Regions from separate parts of the Mus musculus genome. Here region 1 is linked to region 2. The links are chromatin contacts, called in public Hi-C maps. All regions are on one chromosome and are shown on one strand. The core of a region is the stretch at or near the end of the contact, and the rest is flanking DNA. Distances in the headings are between cores, read along the strand shown. Region 1 holds the start of Aqp2 (aquaporin 2). Region 2 overlaps Prpf40b (pre-mRNA processing factor 40B).

The links. Hi-C and Micro-C count contacts between places; a contact is called where the count stands out from the background.
Region 1: a contact with region 2 is called in a Hi-C map of cerebellum, with 2.0 times the contacts expected there. The contact joins the promoter of Aqp2 here to the enhancer-like site in region 2. A contact is called at or near these places in 1 of 39 promoter capture datasets (embryonic stem cells), 3 of 484 Hi-C or Micro-C datasets (cerebellum, nephron progenitors and pro-B cells) and 1 of 9 other capture datasets (liver).

What each region holds. Positions count from the first base shown.
Region 1 is chr15:99,574,407-99,580,847 of GRCm38.p6, forward strand. It overlaps Aqp2 (aquaporin 2), which reads left to right and starts at 4,650. Exons shown (of 4, transcript NM_009699.3): 1 at 4,650-5,106. The coding sequence starts at 4,747. Gm34765 (a long non-coding RNA gene) reads right to left here. Exons shown (of 5, transcript XR_875660.2): 4 at 4,168-4,411; 5 at 1,246-2,374.
Region 2 is chr15:99,312,634-99,318,957 of GRCm38.p6, forward strand. It overlaps Prpf40b (pre-mRNA processing factor 40B), which reads left to right. Exons shown (of 26, transcript NM_001370635.1): 19 at 1,945-2,061; 20 at 2,210-2,347; 21 at 2,558-2,653; 22 at 2,850-2,936; 23 at 3,090-3,267; 24 at 3,454-3,515; 25 at 3,610-3,747; 26 at 3,828-4,385. The coding sequence ends at 3,920. Fmnl3 (formin-like 3) reads right to left here. Exons shown (of 27, transcript NM_011711.2): 26 at 6,285-6,324; 27 at 4,579-5,739. The coding sequence ends at 6,293. Among named protein-coding and RNA genes, the nearest start is that of Prpf40b, 21 kb to the left of the region's middle. Within about 2 kb of position 4,883, at least 80 of the 459 cell types and tissues checked have an H3K27ac peak or open chromatin away from gene starts, as enhancers often do. A contact at or near this core is called in cerebellum, embryonic stem cells and liver, where this site is marked.

The DNA of each region.
Region 1 (6,441 bases), core at 3,400-5,899, 260 kb after region 2:
GAAACAGCGGTTGTCAGTCTTGAAGAGACCATACCTCAGGCCAGCAAGAGGGCTCAGAGAATAAAGGTGCTTACGGTCTAGCCTGAAGACAAATTTGATTCCCGTGACCCACCTGGTTGTAGAGGAGAACTGTATCCTAGAGGTTGTCCTCCGATGTCCATACGCATACCATAGTAGATGTGCAACTCCCAACACACTAAATAAACATGGTCTAAATTCTTTCAAAGAAAATGGTATGACTCGTCACGGCTCCTGTAGCACAGAATGGTGAAGAAGCTACTGTGAAGGGATGGAAGTGGGGGTACTTAGGCAGGAGGACCAGACTCTGAAACCAACCTTGGATACTGTCAAAAACAAGAAGCAGGAGATGGGGAGGGTATGAAGGAAGAAAAGAGAGCATCTCCTCCCAGCCATTATGCTTGAGCGGGAGGAGATCTCGTGGCCTATCTGCTATGCAGGGTGATTCAGGCTTGAAGACTGGATTTCTGAGGAGAGAGAGAGATTCTTTCAGTAGCTGAGAATGATGCTGGCTGGTGAGGAAGCATTTTTAGTTCTCTGAATTTAAGAAATTCTAATTGTTGTGTTACAGGAAGCTCAACCATCAGACGTCCTTCCCAACCACAGTTTAGGGCTGTGGGGTGCATTCCCACTCATCCAAGACATCACGCTGCTGCCCAGAATCCATTGAGCAATGGATCACAGATGCAGAGCTGGCTCCCTAAACCTCCTATGGCTCAATGGATGGCTAGGCAGACAAGCCATGGCTTGAGTATCTCCCATTCACAACCCTTTGCGCCCGAGAAAGTTTTCTGCAGCCCCAGGAACGAAGGAGTATGAAATAGCCACACATCTCAAACACTAATAAGAAACCACAAAGAAATGTACTTTTTAAAAAACTTTCTTTGATAGACATGTGATGTTACCATCTATTAAAGACAAAAGCAAAGTCACACACTGAGAAGGATCTCTCCACTTATTTTACGAACAGACTTACTAAGTTTCCGACTAAATGTTTGATACTACAAGATGTACATCTTCAGTGTTTTCTATATTTAGATTTCGTGGTGGTCAATATGAAACACTGGTTCATATAAATATGTAGTTCAAAAAAAAGTAGCTTTAGAGTCAGCTCATAAATTGTCAGAAATTCTATCCTCATCACAAGACAAAATCCATTGAGCAACTCTTTTTTTTTTTTTTTTTAATGGAAGTCAACAACTCCAACAGAAACTTTTATTGTTTTTTTAATTCATTAATTTATTTGTGCATGTGTGGTTTTGGAACAGAGTCTCACATAGCCTGGGCTAGCTTTGAACTTGTTCATTAGTCCAGGCTGGTCTTGAACTCTTGAACTCCTGATCATTTTACCTCAGCTTTCCAAGTGCAGGGATTGCAGATACGAGCCACACTTTCAGGCTGTGATCAGGGTGCACCGAGCCTCCTCCTCAGCCCCCAAATAGCAAGATTTTTAAAATCAAACATTCTAACATGATATAATCTACAGGTATTCAAGCATGATACATGCTGAGAAATAACGGTGGGAAAATATTAAGGTCTATTTTCATAATTAAACCAACACATTTCTATAAGCACAAAAAGCTGACTACGTACAGTAAAAAAACAAAAACAAAAACAAAAACAAAAAAAACACTGCAAGTCACAACACAACAATGTCAGATCTCACCAAGGAGCTTCAGGCCGGGTTTGCCGGCCTTGGGGAGTGTGTACCCCATGTGCCTACAAAGTGCATGAGCTGTGTCCAGAACCAAGGCTGAGCAGTCAAGTCTCACAATGGAGCACAGCTGACCCCACCAAGAACGCTTGGAATCCATCAGACGTTTGATTTTGATTGTTGTTGTGCATTCAGAAACCTTTTACCGTGGCCAAGGTTGGCGTGAGCCCCTCATTCAGTTCTGTGACCCACAATTTGCGAGGCTGGAAGGGTAAAGATAAACAAAAGCAAAAGCAAACACGGGAGGATACGGCGGCGGCCTCCGGGAGCATGCGAACCCACAGCCGCAGCTGGGCCTCCGGTAGGGATGCTGCTGCTGCTGCTTCCCTGGCATGAAGGAAGGCTGAGTACAAAGCCGGGGCATAGACCATGCGGTTATGGCTGAACTCCCCCTCCCCGCTGGCTTGGGATCAGACCAGAATATTCTCACCGCTCCTGGAAGTCAGTCTCCGGGCATCATGTTCTAGTCTGTGAAATGAGACCCATGGCTATCATGGTCTGGCTGATCCCATCCTTGCTTTTTTGTTTTACTTGTTGTTGTTGTTGTTGTTGTTGTTGTTGTTGTTGTTGCTGCTGCTGCTGCTGCTGCTGCTGCTGCTGCTGCTGCTGCTGCTGCTGCTGCTGCTGCTGCTGTTTTCGGCACTGGGAATGGAACCCAGGATTTACTACCATGTCCTGGGCAAGTGCTCTTCCACAGAACCACACCTCCCGCACCGTGGAAATGTGGATGTATGGCAAAACCACACAAATTGGTGTGTGGTTTCCTGGGCTGTACAGAAGCAGCGACACCTATTATGGGTCTACCATGACGCCAGGTTGGTTAGAGGCGGTGCTGTTTAGGGTCAGAACCAGTGACTGCTGTTCTCATGATCATACACAGTGTATAGATCAGAAAGGGTGTGTGGCTCACCAAAGGTCACTCAGGAACTCGATAGTCAACGGTGGGTTTGGAACCACTGTCACAGTTCAGCTCAATATGGCCTGGGGGTTTTCCAGGTGCCCCTGAGCCAGGCAGGGACTGGGCACATGGAGGGTGGAAGATACTACATACAAGATAGTATGTATCATCAAGATAAAACATGATACATTCCCTGGGTATGGTAGACAGTACATACAAGATAGTATGTATCATCAAGGCCCAATCTTGATACCCTCCACCCTTTCTGGGTGTGCTATGGTTGAAGAAGAAAACAGAGTCACAGGTACCCTTCTCAAGGCAAGATTCTTCCACCCTCCCTCTGAGTCTTTCTGGAGAGCGTGGATTGCAGGGGTGGGGGATGGAAGTGGGGAGGAGGACCCTGAACAGGGAGTACTACCTGAGCCCACATCCCCAGAGGCTCCTCTGAGCTGGCCTCTGTTGGGGTCATGTATTGTTTCTTCCTCCTCATTCTTGTCTTTCCCCCTAATGGCAAGAGTTGCTAGTCATGTGGGGGTCGGGGTAAATGTGCATGGACCCGTGTTGTGTATGTGGGGGATTTTTGTGCATCTTACTACATTCTGAAAACAAATGTATGGGAGGGACATCACTGCCATTGCTGTCTGGGCGAGGAGACCAGGGCTCAGAGCATGCCTGGGGAGTGAGGGTGTCAGGAAAGCACTCCTCTCTAGGTTCTAGCCTGAGCTCAGCCACCACTCTTCTGGGGCACCTTGGGTGAGTAACAGGCCCTCCCTTGGCTTCAGTCACCCCTTAGTGTAAGTATCTCTATCCTACGATCATCGGTTTCTCCCACATTCCTGTTCCTTGGATTGTGGCTGGCCAGGAGGACTAGAAGCCCGCCATCTGGATGCACTGTAGGCCCTCCTGCCTTTGGATCCCCAAAGAAAGAAGAGGCGTAGGGTAGGTCCGTCTTCTGAGCCTCAACAGCCATCAGAGCTGTGACAGCAGTGGCCTTGCAGAACACTGACCAAGCTTAGTGGCACCAAGACTAGAGGTTACTAGCAGGCACCATGGCCTCCTTGAGCCTGGAGAGCTAGCTGCAACTCCAGAAACATCTTCCTCCTGTGGTAAGGGTGGCTCTGAGCTCGAGATGGTATCTAGAGCCTGTTGTAGCCTTGGAGACTCTGAGTTTGGGGGAGACCTGTTTGCCTCAAAATGCAAATAGCACTGAGCAATAGCTGACAAAACCTGAGTTCTTCCTGAGAACCAGGAGCCATATTAATGCAAATCTCTGTCCTATGAGATAGTTTTATTATCTCATGTACACAGGCAGAGCAGAACTGTCACATCTCAACGACATGAGTGTGTGCTGCAGAACAGAAACCCTCATGTTCCTAAGTTGACCTTGGTGACTCTATCACGCAGGGCTAGGGTCCCAGGGCCACTGAAGCCACCTTTGGCTCCAGGCAATGGGAGTTCCTCTCTGGCTGAGATTCCTGGGTGAAGGTGGAACATAATGACTTATGGGTGATTAACTGCAAGAAAGCAAGCCCAAGACCTTTTGCCTTGGAAATTTGTCCCAGGCCAGCCAGTTGTTTTCCATCCTCTTCCAGAAGAAAGACCATCCAGTCCGCGGAAAGGCAGCGCCCACATTTCCTCACAGTTTGGGGTAAGGCATTGCCCCTTCCTTGGCCAGCCTTTTAGTCAAAGAGAAGGTCACTGGACACAGCCTCCTCTGCAGGAACTGGTGCTGGTGGTCATTGTGGGGGCTGGGGCAGCCCTGAGGCAGCTCCATGGGGTAACTGAGGAAAAAACGAGGAAAACAGAGACGTCAATCCTTATCTGGAGTCCATTAATGAGGAGAACATTAGTCAGCTGTGAAAGCTAAGATGGGGTGATAGGCCTTCGGGTGGGCAGGAGCAGGGATGGGGGCAAGTCCGCCATGGGGGAGCACAGGGTTGGCAGGAACGCCTCCTCCACCCCACGTGCCCAGGTCTACGATAGGAAGGCCCTATAAGTGCCCACAGTCTAGCCTCTCCGGAGGCCCAGAGGAAGAGAGAAGAGAAAGAGAGAGGGAGGGAGGAAGAGCCACCCCCGTGGCCCAGACCACTGGCCAGCGCTCAGAAGGCCGAGCAGCATGTGGGAACTCCGGTCCATAGCGTTCTCCCGAGCGGTGCTGGCCGAGTTCCTGGCCACGCTCCTTTTCGTCTTCTTTGGCCTTGGCTCAGCCCTCCAGTGGGCCAGCTCCCCACCCTCTGTGCTCCAGATTGCCGTGGCCTTTGGTCTGGGCATTGGCACCCTGGTTCAGGCTCTGGGCCATGTCAGCGGGGCCCACATCAACCCTGCTGTGACTGTGGCGTGCCTGGTGGGTTGCCATGTCTCCTTCCTTCGAGCTGCCTTCTACGTGGCTGCCCAGCTGCTGGGGGCCGTGGCCGGGGCCGCCATCCTCCATGAGATTACCCCTGTAGAAATCCGCGGGGACCTGGCTGTCAATGCTGTGAGTAGCCCGAGTTTCATCCCTTCTGGGAGGGGCAGACACTGAAAACCCTTGTGAGGGGTGAGGTGGGTGGGACAGACTCTGAGCAGGGGGGTGGGGGAGTAAACAGAGAGCCGAAGGCCAGGAACACAGCTACCCAAGGAGAGCAACAGAGTCACCCGGAGCATCGAGTGTGGGGCCTTCCACCCAGCACCACCAAGGAAAAGCAGCCTCGGTTTCTGTTAGACTCCATAGGAGGACTAGGCTAGACTGTAGCAGGACACAGCAACCTAGCACAGACAGGCCTTTGGGCCCTCGGGGACTCCAGGGAGCAGCGGCAAGGATCTAGAGAGGAAGGGATGAGACATCCCAGCAGCACTGAGCATGGGAGGACTGGATAGGGCCCCTCACAAGGCAACTGCTGACAGCTCTGTGTCTGGGGGCAGGTTCCAAGCAGGGAGCGCCGCTAATCCCCCAGACCCTGATTCAACCACAAAACCCATAATCTCTGCCTCAACCAACTATCTGAGGTGCCATATGGGCTTTGTCTCACCAACCAAGAAGCAGACTTGGAAAGGGAGACGGGAGATCAGATGTGCTCATGTGTTAATATCGGAAGTTCCAGAACCTAGCAGAAGCCTGCTGGAAGAGACTCTTGGAGTCTGCCTTCCTGTTATAATGGTGAACAGCACCTGGGGCACTTTGAGAGTTGAGGGTGAAGCCCTGGTCTCCACGCTCTGCAGATCTAGAAATCTGGGGACCCCTTCAGCACAGCACGCACTCTGTACCCCAAACCAGGAAAGCAGGTGCCTCTCAGGCCTCCTCCTTGTCCTTCATTTCTCCCCTGCCTCAATCCCTTGGCCCTGCCCACACCCCCCTCTGCACGTGGCTTTGCTCATGAGAGGGACGGAGGCCCTCGGGTGAGTGAGCACCCTTTTCAAAAAATCAGAAACCATGGTGAGGCTGGACACCTAGAGCCAAAGAGGAACAAGGGGCCTGCTGAGGGGTGGAGTGTTAGCCATGTCTATTAGAAAATAAATGAGCTTGTTTTACAACAGGGAGACACGCAGCTAGTCAAAGAACCCCCTGAAAACATACCGTAGGCTTTCTCTAGCAGTAAGGTGCTGGGAGCACTAAAGCCCTGGAGAATAGCCACCCCTGGTTCCCCCACCATATCCGAGCCTACCCAACCCTCAGCACCAAAGGCCGTTTCTCTGCATTGACCCACCTTAACTGGTAGAGGGGCCCCTGCCTGTCTGGAATAAGGCATCAGAGGGCCCATTTGCCCTGAGGCTAGTCAGAGACCAGTCAGGTGTTCTCTGAGGATGCTATCAAGAGTCAGTTTGGACCCCAGGA
Region 2 (6,324 bases), core at 3,633-6,132:
TGAAGTGAATGGCAATTCTGTTGTTAAGTGTTAAAGATTGTAAGCAACGAGGGTTGAGCCATAAAGAGGTGCCTACAGAAGACAAGCATTCCAGTTGGGACGTGATCCTTTAAAGCAGCTTGGGCAGGGAGGAGTAAAGCCAATGAAGGATAGATGTCTATCCGAAGATAGCTAACATTTAGCTAGAGGAACTAGTGGCCTGATGGGTTTTATCTACCCAAAGCAACTGGTTATTTTGGACTTCTAGCCTTCGTTTGAGCTCCTAGCCATGGAGGCCTGATGATCTTAGAAGTTCCTGTGGCCGTCCATCCAGTCACATGAACTGTAGGGGCATCTCTCATCACCTAAGACTGCAGGGCCCTGAGCTTGGAGCAGGTAGAAGATTAGCGATGGGTACAGGAGAGCTGCTGCATTAGAAGAGTAGCCAGTTTGGCATGGGTTGGAAACTGCTAGGGAAGATGTAGGTCAGGTAAAAAGCTAGTGTAAGGGTAGTTCTCAGGAACATTAACACAGGGGAAGTGACCACAAACAGCCCTGGAGAGGAGAGTACTGCACACATCGCACAGTAGTCTGCTCTTTGGCCCGAAAACCTCTGCGAATTGCGGACAATCCATATATAAGAGATAAATAACAGCTAGAATTTTTTTTTTTTTTACCATTTTGTCAAGTGTCTTGCTTATAACAATCTCTTATTGTTTATTTCTTTTCCTTGTGCTGTGTCTAAGGAATTGAAACCGAGGGAAAGAACCAGTTAGTTAGCTTGAGACGCTAAAAGCAAGATAGAGGGATATTCTAAGTGAAGTGAGCTGTGTGCTCCTGGGGAGGAGAGTGAAGAAGATGTAGTCCAAGCCTTCCCAGGGGAAGGCCCGTACTAGGGAGATAAGGGCTGCCACGCAAGCACAAGGACCTGTGCTTGAGTCCTCAGCACCTACATAAAATCTGGGTATGCTTGCAACCCCAGCCTTGAGGCATGGCAGAGACATGATCCTGGCCTGATAGTTTAACAAAAACAGAAGGCTTCAGCTTCAGTGAGACTGAGGTTTCAAGGGAGGGAGACAGAGCTGTATACCCAGAGTCCTCTGGTTGTGACCTCACTCATAGAAAGGATGTGTTCAGGAAGGGCTGAGCCTTGACAGAGAAAAGACTCCTGGGAAAAAGCAATGTATACTCCTGCCATCAGCAGGCAGGAAGACTGGAGGAAGCCAGCTGTGTGAAAGGACAGGCAAGCTGGCCTGTGACACAGAATTCCATTTACCTATCAGCTTGGCCAAGTGAGATTCCTCTCCTGCACCTTAACTTCACTAGCACATGGAGGCTTTTTGGTGAGAAATACAGAACCTGGCTGTGTACTTAAGACAATGAACATGATTTAAATATTGATGGAGAGCTATACACTTGATGGCCAACATCTCTTCCTGGACCTATGCATTCAGGGTAGGTGTAGTGGCTGAAAGCAGATTTGGGATTTAGACCTGGGATATGTTAGAATAAGTGATTTCATTTTTCTGGTCTGCATAAAATTAGAAGACTGACCTAGTATGAGAGGATTAGTGGAGAAACGTGTCAAGCACTCAGCAGAGAACCTACTACCCAGTAAGCACCCAGAACATGAGGCAAAGGGTATAGACCAGATGTTAAGCATGCATGGCAGCTTCCATGAGCAGCAGGAAGGCCCAGCTGTGGCCAGAGGAACAAAGACCTAATTGTAATAACTCAGTCATCTATCAAGACGGAAGACACTTGCTGACTCTTTTGGCTCCATATGAATCCACACAGGTCGGATGGGGCCAGTAAGATGAAGACTTAGCATGGTTTCTAAGGTGTGTCACAAGTCTTATGGATCCTATTTGAGGGCAGAGGCCAGGCTTGAACACCTTGCAGCCTGATCCCTTTTGCCCACTGGCCTGTGGTGCCCCTGGCCTTCACACACTGCTGTGCCCACAGGATCGGGGCTTCTGTGTGGAGGTGAACACAGCATTTGAGGACTTCGCCCACGTCATAAGCTTTGACAAGAGGGCTGCTGCGCTGGACGCAGGCAACATCAAGCTGACCTTCAATAGTGTGAGGGGACGGGCAAGCCTGGGTGGTCCTCTCACTTACCCCAATGTCTTGTTCCTCCTAACTGCCCTGCTGATTATCTTGGGTTTGGGACACATCTTCCTACCTCTTAAGGTACCCCTGACCCTATTCTGTTTCCCTTTGCCTTCAGCTGCTGGAAAAAGCAGAGGCACGGGAGAGGGAACGGGAAAAGGAGGAGGCCCGAAGGATGCGGCGCAGAGAAGCTGCCTTTCGAAGCATGCTGAGGCAGGCCGTGCCTGCTCTGGAGCTGGGCACTGCCTGGGAAGAGGTCAGAAGCACAGCCTGGCCCCAATCACCCTCAGGCCTGAGGGCAGCGGAGCTTCTCCACCACTGAGGGCCCACCCCAGTCACAGCACAAGCCCTGGGCCAGCTCCAGTTCCCTTCCTTCCTCTGCCCCAGCCCTGCCCAGTTCTCGTGGCGGTGTCCAAGCTGGTCCAGGCAGGGCCTGGTCTGATCAGCAGTGCTCTCCCCGTTCAAGGTCCGTGAGCGCTTTGTGTGCGACTCAGCCTTTGAGCAGATCACCCTGGAGTCGGAGCGGATCCGGCTCTTCCGAGAGTTCCTGCAGGTGTTGGAGGTAAGGCACTTGGCCACCCTGATCTATGTATCTTTGAACTCTAGGCTTGCATGAGACCTTCAATAGCTTGTCACCGTAAAGGCTCTTTTACCTGCCCAGCTAAAGAAGGGAAGGACTGAGGGTGCCCTAGAATAGACAGAGGGCCCTAGCTGAGACAGGAAGGCAAGGTTCTCACCTCTCCCTCTGCCTCTAGCAGACTGAATGCCAGCACCTCCACACCAAAGGCCGAAAGCATGGCAGAAAGGGCAAGAAACACCATCGCAAGCGTTCACACTCACCCTCAGTGAGTCGGCAGGTAGAGGGACATGGGTGAGGCTGGACTGTTTCATACAAATTAAACACCTCTCCCCATACATTACCTCCTTGGCTCTGAACTCCCTGTCCCCAGTTCCTAGATGAGGGCTTCTGGGCTGACCAGTATTACTCCTCTGCCTAGGGCTCTGAGTCAGATGAAGAGGAGCTGCCCCCACCATCCCTCCGGCCCCCCAAGCGGAGGAGGCGGAACCCCTCAGAATCTGGCTCTGAGCCCTCCTCCTCACTTGATTCAGTTGAAAGTGGGGGTGCTGCTCTTGGAGGACCAGGCTCCCCATCTTCCCACCTTCTTCTTGGGTCAGGTAAGCAGTTTCTAGGAGCCCGGGAACTAGAGTGCTGGGATAGAGGCACAGCAAATCCCAGACCGCTGAGGGCTGACTGGGATGGGAGGGCCTCACTGTGGAGCAAGACTTCCTATCTCTGCCCAGGCAAGGAGCTGCCTTCTCCCGATGGGACTCAGCGTAGATTTTTTTTTTTAAACCCTATAGATCATGGTCTTCGGAAAACCAAGAAACCAAAAAAGAAAACCAAGAAAAGAAGACACAAGTCGGTGAGTGGAGGAGTCGTCTTGAGATTCTGCAGTCATGTCACCTGCCTCCCAGCTGTGCCGCTCAACTGCTGAGATGGGCTCTGAACTCTTACAGACCAGTCCTGACAGTGAGACGGACCCCGAAGACAAAGCTGGTAAGGAGAGTGAAGACAGAGAACAGGAACAGGACAGGGAACCCCGGCAGGCAGAGCTCCCTAACCGTTCCCCAGGCTTCGGAATCAAGAAGGAGAAGGTGAATGGGAGGACCTGGCTTTCGCCCCAGCCTGTGACACAGACTAGGGGGCTCAGGTAAGTCACACCTTTGCTCAACAGACAGGCTGGGACACGTCAGAAAGCGAGCTGAGTGAGGGGGAGCTGGAGAGGCGAAGGCGGACACTCCTACAGCAGCTGGACGACCACCAATGACCCCACGAGCTACTTTCTGCCTTGGACTTCGTGAGGCAGTGGCTCCAGGGTCGCCTCAGCATCTGCCTCAGACTCCTTCGTCTTGTCTGGTCTGTGTCCACTTTTCCTAAAGTAACCCACCCCCAACACACTACTGTTAGCACCTCTCAAGGTTGCTTTTGGTGTTCAAGGGTCCCCTAGTTCTCAGACTAGTGCAGTCCTTGCCCTCAGCCCCAGACCAGAGATGGGCAGTCTATACCACGGGGTGGGTGATGCCAGTAGATAGTGTGAGAAGGGGTCTCCAGGAAAGAGACAGGCTGCTTGGACACAGCCTGGGTGGCCGAGGGCAGGGTCCTCACCCTCTAGCATCAGTGCCTGCTCTTGCCTGACCTGGCCCTGGGGCTCCACCACTACTTCCTCTCCCCTGGGACCCGATGTATGTGTTCTGTTTTGTTTTTTAAATAATATTTATAACATGATCTACAACTCCTTTGTCCTCTTCATGTACTATCCACTGGGGACCAGCAGAGGGCACTCCAGTTCTGACAGCTTCCTCCCTGTGTTTAAAGCCCAGCCAGGCTTCCCCTGCCATCTAGGCTCATCACTCCTGAAATGGAGGAAAACACTTCCCACCCAAACTCATATCCTCATGGCCACTCTGACAAAGAGAAGACAGCTTGGTGCAAGACTTTGTTGAGAGGTCTGGGATTTATGTACAAGAAAGGAAAAGATACATATACAAAACAAAGTGCCCCTGCATTCCCTTCCAGGGTCAGAGCCCAGTAGGGAATTGAGCAAATAGTCTGTGAAGATCCTCTGTTGCCTGTTCCTGGGCCAGAGTCCACCTAGCTGAGGAAAGGTGAGATTGCGGCACATCCTTCCTCTAGCAGTCTTGGAGCTGGGACAGACAGTGCCTCTGCTCTTCAATCAGTGGGAAGACAGCAGGCAGGGTGGGGTCCAAGCCCTTCCTTGCATTGTTTGGAGCAGGAAGTGCCCATCCAGAGGGAGACCGCCAGGGGTCAGCTGCTCCCACTGCCACCCACTCTGCATGTTAAGTGTTAGCCCTTCTTTTTCCACTTTTGAAAGCCACAGGTCTTCCTCCACAATCCTTTGGTTTTAAGGAAGTGGAGCAGGAGGCAATGCAGGACAGCAGCTGGCTCAGGAAGCCAAGAAGATGGGTGCCAAGGTGGGTGGGACATGGGTCTAGGAGAGCAGAACAGCAACAAAAGAACCCTGAAGACGCAGGCAGCCAGTGGGCCTGCCATTGCTCCTCTGTCCCTTTTTACTAGGGCTCAGCAGAGTGGGCCCAGGCAAAGATTATCCAATATTGGCAGAGTCCAGGGATCCATTAGTGTGGATACTCTCTAAACCAGAGCTGACTGTGGGATTGCAAAGGCGGGGTGGGGGGACCCGTATTTCTTCTTGGATGTACTTCCTCCTCTAGGATCCCACTAGACCCTGGGAAGAGGGGGGCTGTGTACCCTCGTGTGCTGAAGCCGGAAGTGGTTTTTCCCAGCCCTGAACTGACCCTTCAGGAAATGAAGTTGAAGACTTGGGGCAAAGTGCACTATGGGGGGCACTAGGGAAATGTCAGACCCCTATAGACCTAGTGCCCACAGTGGCACAGGGACGAGCCAGCCTCAGCTGGAGCAGCAGGAGCTTGAACAACACAGCCTTCTGCTGGGCCCTGGGCCCACTGTCCAGATCTGCAGGACTCTGAGAATTAAGGTACTTCTGCCTCCAGGAGGATCTCAGTGGGGACCTGGAGCTCGAGGAGGGCCACTGGGTGGTACAGCACTCCTGACTTGACTGTGAACGACCATGCGTTGGTGGTTAAAGCCTGTGGGGAAAACAAGCGCATGAACAGTGACTAGGCAGGGACACCGAGCAAGACAGCACCTGAGGAAGAAGTCAGCCATGAAAAGGTCAGGGAAGCTCTTAGAGGAAGGCTTGAGAGCCAGCTAGAAAAACTGCTGGAACGATTCTCAGAGGGTAGCATAGGAAACTAAAGGCCACCCAGGAAAATATTAAGCCAAACTAGATGTCAAGAAGCAGAGGTTAGGGACATCTATCCCTGAGTAGGAGCTACTAGAACTCTTAGGGGAGACCAGGACCCAAGCAAGATACTTTGGGTCTATGACTGGAGCCTCAGTCATCCAAAGCATTAGGTCTTGCCTGCTCTGGCCTAGCTCCTAACCCTGGCCCAGAGACACCTTAACCCTTGGATCTTAGTAGCTAGGACAGTATTAGTGGGAGGACCCATGCAGGGATAAGCTGTGTTTCTCAGAGCATGCAGCATGCAAAGTCTGTGTCTCCATCACTGGGAGGATGCTACCAGAAGATGACTCCAAGGCATGCAGAGAGGGCAGCTAGAGTGCCCAGTACCTGTCAGGCTAACAGTTTGACTCGTCATGGTGGGCTGCAT